Linked DNA regions of Mus musculus: region 1 is linked to region 2. Evidence: chromatin contacts called from public promoter capture Hi-C data. All regions are on one chromosome and are shown on one strand. The core of a region is the stretch at or near the end of the contact, and the rest is flanking DNA. Distances in the headings are between cores, read along the strand shown.

Evidence for each region. Promoter capture Hi-C pulls out the DNA fragments that hold promoters and counts their contacts.
Region 1: a promoter capture Hi-C map of pre-B cells shows a contact between it and region 2. The contact joins the promoter of Crnkl1 here to the promoter of Kif16b in region 2.

What each region holds. Positions count from the first base shown.
Region 1 is chr2:145,931,950-145,937,386 of GRCm38.p6, forward strand. It overlaps Crnkl1 (crooked neck pre-mRNA splicing factor 1), which reads right to left and starts at 2,751. Exons shown (of 14, transcript NM_025820.3): 1 at 2,605-2,751; 2 at 864-1,016; 3 at 297-388. The coding sequence starts at 2,655. Cfap61 (cilia and flagella associated protein 61) reads left to right here and starts at 2,835. Exons shown (of 27, transcript NM_001369121.1): 1 at 2,835-2,891.
Region 2 is chr2:142,899,359-142,904,665 of GRCm38.p6, forward strand. It overlaps Kif16b (kinesin family member 16B), which reads right to left and starts at 2,106. Exons shown (of 26, transcript NM_001081133.2): 1 at 1,967-2,106. The coding sequence starts at 2,013. Kif16bos (kinesin family member 16B, opposite strand) reads left to right here and starts at 3,607. Exons shown (of 2, transcript NR_131921.1): 1 at 3,607-3,883; 2 at 3,997-4,214.

The DNA of each region.
Region 1 (5,437 bases), core at 1,501-4,000, 3.0 Mb after region 2:
TCAGGAGAACATTTCTATTTTTGAAACAATTATTTTGAAACAATATTAAATTAACACAGGAAACAGATAAAACACTGTTCTTTAGTGACAGGAGTACGAGAGCAGCAAGACTCATATGTAGACCCTCCCGAGACACTCCACAACCGTCCTTCCCAGTACCCACTGCCTCAGAGGGCTCCATGGAAGAGAAGCTGGAAATTACTAGCACAGTACAGGTCCATGCTTTACCTTCCTAGATTTCATGTGCTCATTTACTCACTCTTTGTAGACAGACACTATAGTCATGGCAATTTTACCTTTGAATTTCCTTTAGACTTTCCTCCCATTGTGCGTATTTTATCCAGTTGCTAATCACAGTCCTATTTTTTCTTATGTTATCTTCAAAAGTCTGAAAGGCAAAGGGGGGCGGGGAGCAGTACAGTAAAGAGAAAACGACTTTGCTTTTCCTTATGATATACACTTCTCGTTTTACTCTTCCTAAAAGAAATTATATCCTAGATGCCAAGGAACAGCAGCTTTCCTCCAGAAGGGTATCAGTGACAGGTGTTTCTCTAAAGTTTATGGAGACAAGAAAAATGTAGGGGTAGCTATTGCAAGATTTTGCTGTTCTCTGTAATAATTAACGAGTACTTTAATATATTCTACTCTCATTCCTTTTAAGAACAAGAATGTTAAAACACCTTTCAAGATTACCTTCAAGTGCTCAGTAATTTATAGAACTTCCCATATAACTTCCATAATATTCGTGGATTAAATAATTCCCAATATTCGCCTGAGGTCCCATCACATAGGCTCTCTGGGAGCTCGTTCCCACTGTGGGCAGCAACTGGGACAGGTTGCACAGTGCATTCTGACGGACTCACCTTCCTTTTCCGGAGTTTGTAATCGTTTAATTCTTCCTCATCTGTGATCTTCTGCTGAGGTGGAGGTGGGAGGAGCTCGAGTTCTCTCTCTTTAGCTTCTCGGAGGAGCTGCTCGGCCGTTATCTGCACTTCGGCCGGCGCCTTGTTCTTCACCTTTTAAGACAAAGAGACATTCCTATTTTGGGTAGTGCTCTCCACACGAGATTTTAAAACCCTTGTATATTTTCCAGGACATAAACTTCCTAAGAATGGCAGGGTGGTGGCACACACCTTTAATCCCAGCACTTGGGAGGCAGAACCAGGTGGATTTCTGAGTTCAAGGCCAGGCTGGTCTACAGAGTGAGTTCCAGGACAGCCAGGGCTACACAGAGAAACCCTGTCTCGAAAGAAAAAGCCCTCCTAAGAATGTGCCCAAGATGCCATCTTTGAATAACATCTTCAATTCTCCATGAGGGGCAGGGGGAAAAAAAAATCACACTCCTTCCTCTTTATAACCTGCTTAGAGAACTCCTCTACATATTTTAATCCTTCTAGTGGACAAGCTGGTTTTCCATGACATTTTAGGCCAACTGAAACTTGTTTTTACTAAGTCTCCATCATTAGCCTGTAAGCTTTTAGAGCACCTGAAGCTATAGTTCCAACACAGGAGCTTAAAAGTCAAATGTGTTCAAGTGCAGATGGACCCTAAGTTCTAATTGGCCTTTTTACTGCTGTGATCGAACATCACCAACAAAAGCAACCTGCAGAGGAAAGAGCTGACTGATTGGCTTACACAACTGGACCACAGTCTTCATGAATGGAAGACACGGCAGGAAGCTGGAGGCATACCAGCTGTGCTCAGTCTGCTCTCACAGACTACACCAGAGCCCCTGCCCAGGTGTGGCACTGCCCAAGTAGGCGGGGGGGGGGGGGGCGTCCACATCAATTGGTAATCAAGAAAATGCCTCACACACTTGCCAGCAAGCAAGCTTAGGGACGAATTTTCTTAGTCCAGATGCCTCCTCCTAGATAACTTTATCTTGTGTCAAGCTGTCAAAAACTTAGTCAGCATGCATTCCCTGGCTTTTATGACTCAGGATAGGGGTTTGGGAGCGGGGGTAGGGGGGAAGCTACCACATCAGACTTTTACAATAATTACATGTGGAAATAAGAACTTGTCTCAAGACAAAATGGCCAAATCAGACTTCCAGAGAATGACTGTATGTGATGGCTAAGTGCAAGATTTGACACTTATTAAGTATTGATGAAGTATCAACCACAGTTGGAAATATAACAATTTACTATCTAACCTAAATTTTATGCCATTGCCCAGAGCCTATCCTCTGCCATTCTCTTCACTGCCTAACTTTGATGCAGCCTAAGTGTTAACTTCCTTCACAAAGTTTACCCTCAAGTTTACAGGCACCCTTCTGGCTCTTGCCCATGGCATATCTACACTACTTGGATACATCTATCTGGGTTGCCATTTCGCTCTCTCTCCAGTTTTAGTGGAGCACTCTTGCCCGGAGTAAAAGTAGGGGATCCCCAGAGACTAGCAAAGCAAACAGTTTACCGAACCGAACCGATGCTTTGCAACCCTGGAAGGAAGGCTGGGCAGACGCGAGACGAGCTCGGAGTGACAAGACCCTGCGCCACCTCACCGACCACCTGTCTTCTTGGACCGCGGCACAGAGATCGCTGTCTCGAATCTCTGGTGCCCGACACCGCAGATGCTGTTCGGGGGCTCCTCCCGGTCGCCTACCTTGGCCACTTTAGGAATGCGCTGTTTCCCGGCCGCCGTGGAGGCTGCCATGACTGCAGCCGTGGAACTCGAGCGATCCTGGCCGACAACCGGACTTGAGAAAAGCACTTCGAACCGGCCGGCACAACAGAGTCAGCCACAACAAACTAGATACCGGAACCGGAACCGGAACTTGCGAAGACGACCTTTGACCGCCTCACCAGTCAGGGGAAACGCCGCGTCGTTTCCTTAGCAACTGTGTGCGCGTCCTCTGTGGAGACTTGCGGCTTGCTGGAGCTGCGGGTGAGGTGGGTAGGGCGGGCTGCGCCGCAGGGATATAGGGCTCTGGCGGCGAGGGCTCATCCAGGTCTATCTCCGGGATGCGTGCAGCTGTAGGCCGTGGCACCTTTGAGGGGCGTAGAAATCCATTTCAGGTGTAGAAACTCCGGGGAGAAGGGAAAAGCACCGAGGAAACCCTGCAAGCAGCCTGGGCAGCGGTGCATTCTGGGATTTGTAGTCTTTCGAGTTCCCGCCCCCTCGCCTTAGGCTTCCCCGCGATTGGACCAAGTTAATAATCTTGAAATGTGGATTTTTTTAAAAAAAAAATCAGAAGAGGTATTTTTGAAACAAGATGTTAGAGAAAGGTGGAAATTAGTCAGTAGCAAAGCACCTACAGAAACTGATCAAATTTTTAGTCTGTAAATTTTTTTTTTTTTTTTTTTTTTTTTATTTTCCGAGACAGGGTTTCTCTGTATAGCCCTGGCTGTCCTGGAACTCACTCTGTAGACCAGGCTGGCCTCGAACTCAGAAATCCGCCTGCCTCTGCCTCCCAAGTGCTGGGATTAAAGGCGTGCGCCACCACGCCCGGCATGTAAATTTGTATTATCTCAATTCTCTTATCCTTAATATCCTTAGCTATAAAAGGATAAAAGTATCTATTTCCTTAAGATTAAAGAAAAAAATCTGTCTCTGTAAAATACTCGCTAGATGTTAGTACGTATAATATCTGAAGTACATTAAAAACAGTGATTTAGCATATAGTTAAGATAATTTTTTAAAATAAAAATTTTGGAATTGACAGCAAAATTGGGAAGGTGAGCTTTTCCTACTCTTTCCCCACCCTCAAAGGACTTTCTACGATCCATCCCCACCCCGTGTCAGTTACAAGAAACTGTTAGAGTTTACTTTTGTAACAGTCTTGAGATTTAGGACAACGGCAAGATTTTTTGTTTTGTTTTGGAGACAGGGTTTCTCGGTGTAGTCCTGATTCCCTGGTTGTCCGGGAACTCACTCTGTAGACCAGGCTGGCCTGGAACTGTCAACATCCTCAGGGTACCTCCTGTTCATCCTCCCCCTCGAGCCTTTGTCCATCAATACTCCTTTTTATCAAGCATTTTGTTTGTTTGTTTTTTAATTCCTTCTTTGAAAGTTTTGCGTCTTAATCATAGCCATTCCTCCAGCTTTCCCCAGATCTACCCCACTCCCTATTCACCCAACTGTGTGTCTTTTTGTTTTTTAACCTTTGAAGACTAATTCGTATTGCCCAGATATTCTTGGATATGTGGTCTACTGGAGCTTGGTCAACTTACCAGAATGTTATACTCTTAGAGAAAACTCATGCTTTCCAGCAGCTAAAAAATGACCAATTTCTCCACTGCCAGGTGTGGTATTGTGTGCCCATCTCTCCATAAGGGGATTTGGTCTGGCTTGAGTTTGCACAGGTTTTGTGCTGCGCTGCTGTGTCCAGATGTTTTCTGTAGTCGTCCACTGCCTCTTGAGCGCACACACTGCCTCCTCTCTGATAGTGAGAGCCTTGGGGGCTGAGAGAGTGCGGACACTGGACTGAGGTAGCAGGGATCGATTGATCTATTTTTTTTTAATGTCTCTGTAGTTCTTTGTAGATGGTTGGAGTCATATACCTCTTCAGATTACTGTCTCTCATTTAGTAACGTGCATTTACGCTCGTCATTTATTAGTGACTTAATTAAATCCTTATGAGTTTTTTGTTACAGGTGGTGATGACGATGATTTGTTTGTTTGTTTGTTTGTTTGTTTGTTTTGGTGTTGTTTGTTTTCTGGTACAAGGTCTTACTGTGTAGCCCTGGCTGGCCTGGAACTCCCAGAGATCTACCAGCTTTTTGCCTCCCAAGTACCGGGATTAAAGGCTGGTACCACCACATCTGGCAATAGATAATTGTTTTAAGGAATTTCCATACTTGCCCAACTCCTAGTATTTGGGGAAAAAAATAAGTATGCCATGATATCACTCCTACTCTCTCTAAACTTTCTTTTGCAATTTTTCCAAACTACAAATGAGTATAGCCAAAATCAAAGCATTTGCCACAGCTCTAAACCATGTCATCCAAATATTCAAAATCATCTCGTTTCCCAAACATTAAATACACTGAAATTACTTTTGCTGTGCTCCTAAAGTGAAACCACCCGACAGGCCAATAGCTGCTAAGATAAGAGAGTGGGGGAGAGGAAGCTAGTATCCCAGGTTTTGGAGATGTTGCCTAGATACCAAGGTCTTCTTGTCTTTGCAACATGAAGTGCTTCTATTCTGAGTCCATGGTTCCACTAGGCAACAGCTGGGCAGCGCTAAGGACGACGGCACAGGTTCTCTAGATAACCACCACGGTCACCATAACACCAAGGCTACACAACACAGACCACGTCACACATAGGGATCTGCTTCTCTCCCACTGTGCTCTGTGAAAATCAAAAGTCCTTGTACCCAGCTCACACGGCTTGCTAAACGCCTGGGCAATGGAAACATCTGGACAGCTTCACTGGTCAGTTATTGTTGTAAAATGGGAACTGGTTAAAGAAAATGAATATTTTGGCATCTCTG
Region 2 (5,307 bases), core at 856-3,355:
CTTCCCATCTCCACCCCTTGTCCAGATCACTGCTTCCTTAGCTTTTGTCCCAATCCTGATGTCACCAGCATTACTTGCTGGGCACAGATCCTACCTGCCTGCCTACTCAAATCATAAGGCTTCTGTAATGGTTTTCTGCCTCCACGGGCCTGGACTCGAGGCCTATTCTGACAAGGCCCTGAACACACAGCACCCCTTCTACAAAGTCCAGACTGATGAATTTCATCATCCTTCCCTCATTAGACACTACACTCCTAAAAGACACTTACATCTACCCATATTTAGTAAGTGTTTTCTAAAGTTATCTGATACTATTTTCTAGCATATGTTCACATTGTTCAAAAAGAGAACTCGATGGGCGTGGTGGCACACGCCTTTAATCCCAACACTCGGGAGGCAGAGGCAGGCGGATTTCTGAGTTCGAGGCCAGCCTGGTCTACAAAGTGAGTTCCAGGACAGCCAGGGCTACACAGAGAAACCGTCTCGAAAAAAAACAAACAAACAAACAAACAAACAAACAAACAAAAAAAACTCTTGCCGGGCAGTGGTGGCGCATGCCTTTAATCCCAGCACTAGGGAAGCAGAGGCAGGCAGATTTCTGAGTTTGAGGCCAGCCTGGTCTACAGAGTGAGTTTCAGGACAGCCAGGGCTACACAGAGAAACCTTGTCTCAAAAAACCAAAAACAAATAAATAAGCAAATAAATAAAACCAAACAAACAAACAAAACCTTTTATAATATAAATGCTTAAAAATAGAAACAAAACATTTAAAAGACTCCAGGGGTCTATTTATCTTGTATTGATTGGGTATGTGAAGAAACAAATATTCTCCTGAGACTCACACACACACACACACACACACACACACACTCACTCACTCACACACACAAGTCAAACTCCCTAAAAAGTTTTAGAGGTAATTTGAAAATCACACACAAAATGCACTGACTTTCAAAAGCACTGGTATTTATGGATCTACAGCATGATAATGGTTCTTCTACTTGAAGATAAAAAAAAAAAAAAAAAAATAGACTCAGGAGAGTCCAGTAAAATCTGCTGCCCTAACTGGCTGTCAGAACCAACAAACACTGACCTCCTGAAGTAGACAGCATGACTAAGGGAGAACAGCCATATGGCAAGTCAAATGTCCAAGAACTGAAACAGCAATAAACACGAACTGCTTTGTGTGCCCTACGCCCGTCAACTTGGAGGGCATTCACTTATATGCACGTCATTCTCTGGTTAAGCCCATTTAACCTTCTCAAAAGTTAACTTTCTCAAAGCTTCTTTCTGAACTGATGAGGAAGTCGCTGAAAATGGTTTTCAGTCAATGAGGAGAGGAGAGTCACGATGCAAGGCACTACTTTGTAGGAAAAATATAAGAGGTTACACACTAAGTGTGTTCTCACTTTGTGCCCCCTTAACTTGAGTCAAACACGTGCACGTACGTAACTCTCCTTTCGAGGAGTCAAAACTTTGTTGAAGTTTCCTCATCCCCCATGTAAACCTTAACTTATGAACTGCTAACTTTCTGTTTAGACGATGGGTTCACGTTCAAGGACCTGAAAATTCTCTCCAGATTAGAAGGTAACATGATTAACAGAGACTTTGGAGTTGGCACAAGTGAGCGTGTGTCTGACAGCTCGGGGAACCCCTCACACTTCCATGATCGCCCCCAAGTATTTCACTTCACCAACGTGGTTCCTTGGTGTTTTTTTTTTAAAGGGCGAGCAAGAGAGCCTCACGTTCTGGGATGGGGACTGTACATGGAAATCTCCCCGGCCTCGCGGACACTTCCCCTCAGAGTCCCCTTCAACGCGGGAGAGCTTTGCCCTTCAGGACCGCCAAGGCCACTGGCACGGCCAGGTGGGTCAGGGGTTTGTCCCTTTCAATCCAGACCGGCCTCTGAGCGGGGCTGCCCGGGGTTGGGGTGTGGCGAGGGTGGGGGGCGGGAGGCCCCACTCACCTGCGATTCATGGGCCGGACTCTCACGGCCACCTTGACCGATGCCATAGCTCATCCCGGCCCGGCCCGCGGGGGCTTCCAACAGGCCTGCGCCCCGCGGCCGCCGGCCACTCCAGCGACTGTGCCCGTGCCCGCGCCCCCGCCCACTTCCCTCTCACCCGCCCCTCGGCTAGGGCCGACCTGGAGTTGCTAGGCGGCCACACCTGCCAGGCCACTGAGCATGCCCAGAGCGGCTCCGGCCCGCGTGATCCACGCACCGGGGTTTGGCAGCTGCCTACGGCGCGAAGGGGCGGGGCCCGGAAGTCTGGGCCCCGCCTCTTCGGTGGCCACGCCCCAGCGCAGCCCCACCTCGAAGTCAATGGCAACCGGCTGTGCTGTCTCTAACTCGGAAAGTCAAACCCAGTCAGGCCCAGGACGATCACTGCATTTAGAGCATTCTCAAGGAAACCGAGGAATGGACTACCGAAAACGAGCATTGCAACCAATAACATGGTCCTGACTTTATACGGCCCGTGCTCGTCAACTCATCTGTCTTGTTGAGAAGCGAAAGGTCGTGGAGAACTCTGAGGGACTGCTCTGTTTCTTCAAAGAGTTCTAAGCATGTGTTCTGAACCACAAAATTTAGGGTACCAAGAAAACAAAGGATCGAGGATTTTTTTAGGCAGATAGAAATGTCGTTATATTGGTTGGAATCATATCTAAAGGGAGTTTTTGCATTTTGGGGACAGTTTAGCAATTTAACTTTAGTCATTGGATCAAAAGTGAGGACACCCGCTTTCTTCTTTCTTTCTTTCTTTCTTCTTCTTCTTCTTCTTCTTCTTCTTCTTCTTCTTCTTCTTCTTCTTCTTCTTCTTCTTCTTCTTCTTCTTCTTCTTCTTCTCCTTCTCCTCCTCCTCCTCCTCCTCCTCCTCCTCCTCCTCCTCCTCCTCCTCCTCCTCCTTCTCCTCCTTCTCCTCCTTCTCCTTCTCCTTCTTCTTCTTATTCTTCCCTTTTTTTTTATGAGCTAAAGCCCCTGGCATCAGTGATTTCTTACCGGGCTATCTCCCTGTAAATTCATTCAGTTAACCCTATGCCTTCACCTGTAAGTCACCTGCTGGACACAAAAACTCCAGTATCAACTATCTTCCTCCTGCCCCAGTCAGGGTCGCTCAAAACTTACAGACCAGCCTTCCTCCTGGACCCTGATCTCCTGCCTTTGCACTTGCTGATGGAGTATAAAGCAAGCCTACTGACTTGCTCCTCCTCACCCTCGAGGTCTCTAACGACCACAATGGAACATTCTGTCCTCAAGACCAGCATATCCCCGCTATTATTTCACTCCCGGGCAGATGACTTCGGTTCAAATGGTCTCTAGAAAGCTTAGATGTGATGCTGCTTAAGTCCCTGAGGGGAGCCGAAAAAGTCTCCCGGGTTTTTGGCTCGAACTCCAATACTAGCTTTGAGTCTTCCAGTCTGCCTCGCCTGCTAAACTGGAACTCCAAGGGTTTAATAATAGACTAAGTGAAATAATACGACGGCCAATGTGTGGTCCACTAGTACCAGGAGTCCTCATCTCAGCTTTCCTAGAACCCTTCAAGGTAGGGTAGAATCAGAACGTCCCCTTTGTTCGGAGTCCTACAAAGCCTGGACTAAGGCGCTTACAAGTTTAGAAATGGGCGCAGAGTCAGCCAATCAAGGGCGGGAAAACTCGGAGGGTTGAAAATGGGGCGCATGCGCAATAGCAGAAGCAGCGGGCGGGTCCAGGCACAGCCGCCAGCCAGGCTGCACCCGGCTGTGGCAGCCACGGGCAGGGGCGGAGCCCGCCGTATATGGGAGCTGCTTGGGGACAAACTGTGTAGGGTGCGCTCTCGGGCGGGCAGGGCTTCAACACCCTACCAGCTGTAGAGTCGCTGAGAGCAACCAAGACAACCAAGAACAGGTGTGCGAATTCTGCACTCAACTGCAAATCACTTGTTAATGTGAGTTCCTGTTCCTGGAGGTTTTGCTTGTCCAGTTTGGGCTTATGCAGGCCATTCTATCCATAATTTCCAGCAGCCTACACGTGTACATAATCCTCTGATTCCAACACCACCTTGCGATTTGACACAACCGACAAAGTGCTGCGGCCCACGGAACACGAACAGCAAGCCTGCGGATTTTAAACTAGAAGCAGCGAGGTTTCTCGCCAGAGAAATGACTGAACAGCCACCCCTTGATTAATTTACTCTCTGCACCAAGAAAAATGAATAAACAGGAAGGTTTTTAAGGGCTTGCTCATCTTCTCAAATTCCAATGAATCTCTGGTACCCCTTTCATTTGTTTCTGTCTTTAGAAATTTTAGACTTTTTAAAGTCTTCCAGGACTTAACCTGCACAGAAGCTTCCTCCGGAAGTCAAGTGTGAGGCTCCCCGCGTGAGGCTCCCCATTGACTAACTGCTAAGCACAGCATCAGTTTGGTAAGGACAACTGCCAGGAGAACTGTTACTCAGAAGAATCACCAAATAAAGTCTCTTAAAGCTCCTGAACGTGTATGGGGGGGGGGGGATTACCTCTATATAGTCTCCTCTAATTAAAATAAAATGTGCAGCTGTAGTAACATCTGAAATTTTGATGATACTGGAAATCACAGATATTTAGGGACTGTTGCAGCTCTCTCAGATTGTTCTTCCTTTTTTATTTTGACTTTGAAATTAGGCCAGTTGTGAAGCTGATACTATAACTTGTTATTTAACAAAAGGACACATAACTTCATTATATTTATTTTCTATACTGTGGTTCTTGTTCAGAAACATTGGTTTTTGTTTTGGATCTCATATCGTTTACATGATGGATGTAAAACAGTTATTCTGGGGCTGGAGCGATGACTCTTGCCAGTTAAGAGCACTTGATGCTTTTGCAGAGGATGGGGACTCCGTTCTCCGCTCCTACATCGGGCAGTTTACAACCATCTGTAACTCTAGGTGATCGAATGTTCTTTCCCAGCCTCTGCCAGCACAGGTGCACACTACACACACACATTCAAAAGTAAGTCAGGCATGAATATGTAAAGGCGTGTGTGTGTGTGTGTGTGTGTGTGTGTGTGTAGGCAGGAGGTGACTGTTTTGCAGTAACATTCTGAACTTCATTTATTGTTGAATTTCTTGCTGGTCCTTTTTTTTTAAGATTTATTTATTATTATAATAATACACTGTAGCTATCTTCAAATGCACCAGATCTCATTATGGGTGGTTGTGAGCCACCATGGGGTTGCTGGGATTTGAATTCAGGACCTTCAGAAGGGCAGTCAGTGCTCTTACCCACTGAGCCATCTCGCCAGCCCCTTCTTGCTGGTTCTTAAGCGACCTTATCATTTCCAAATAGGTA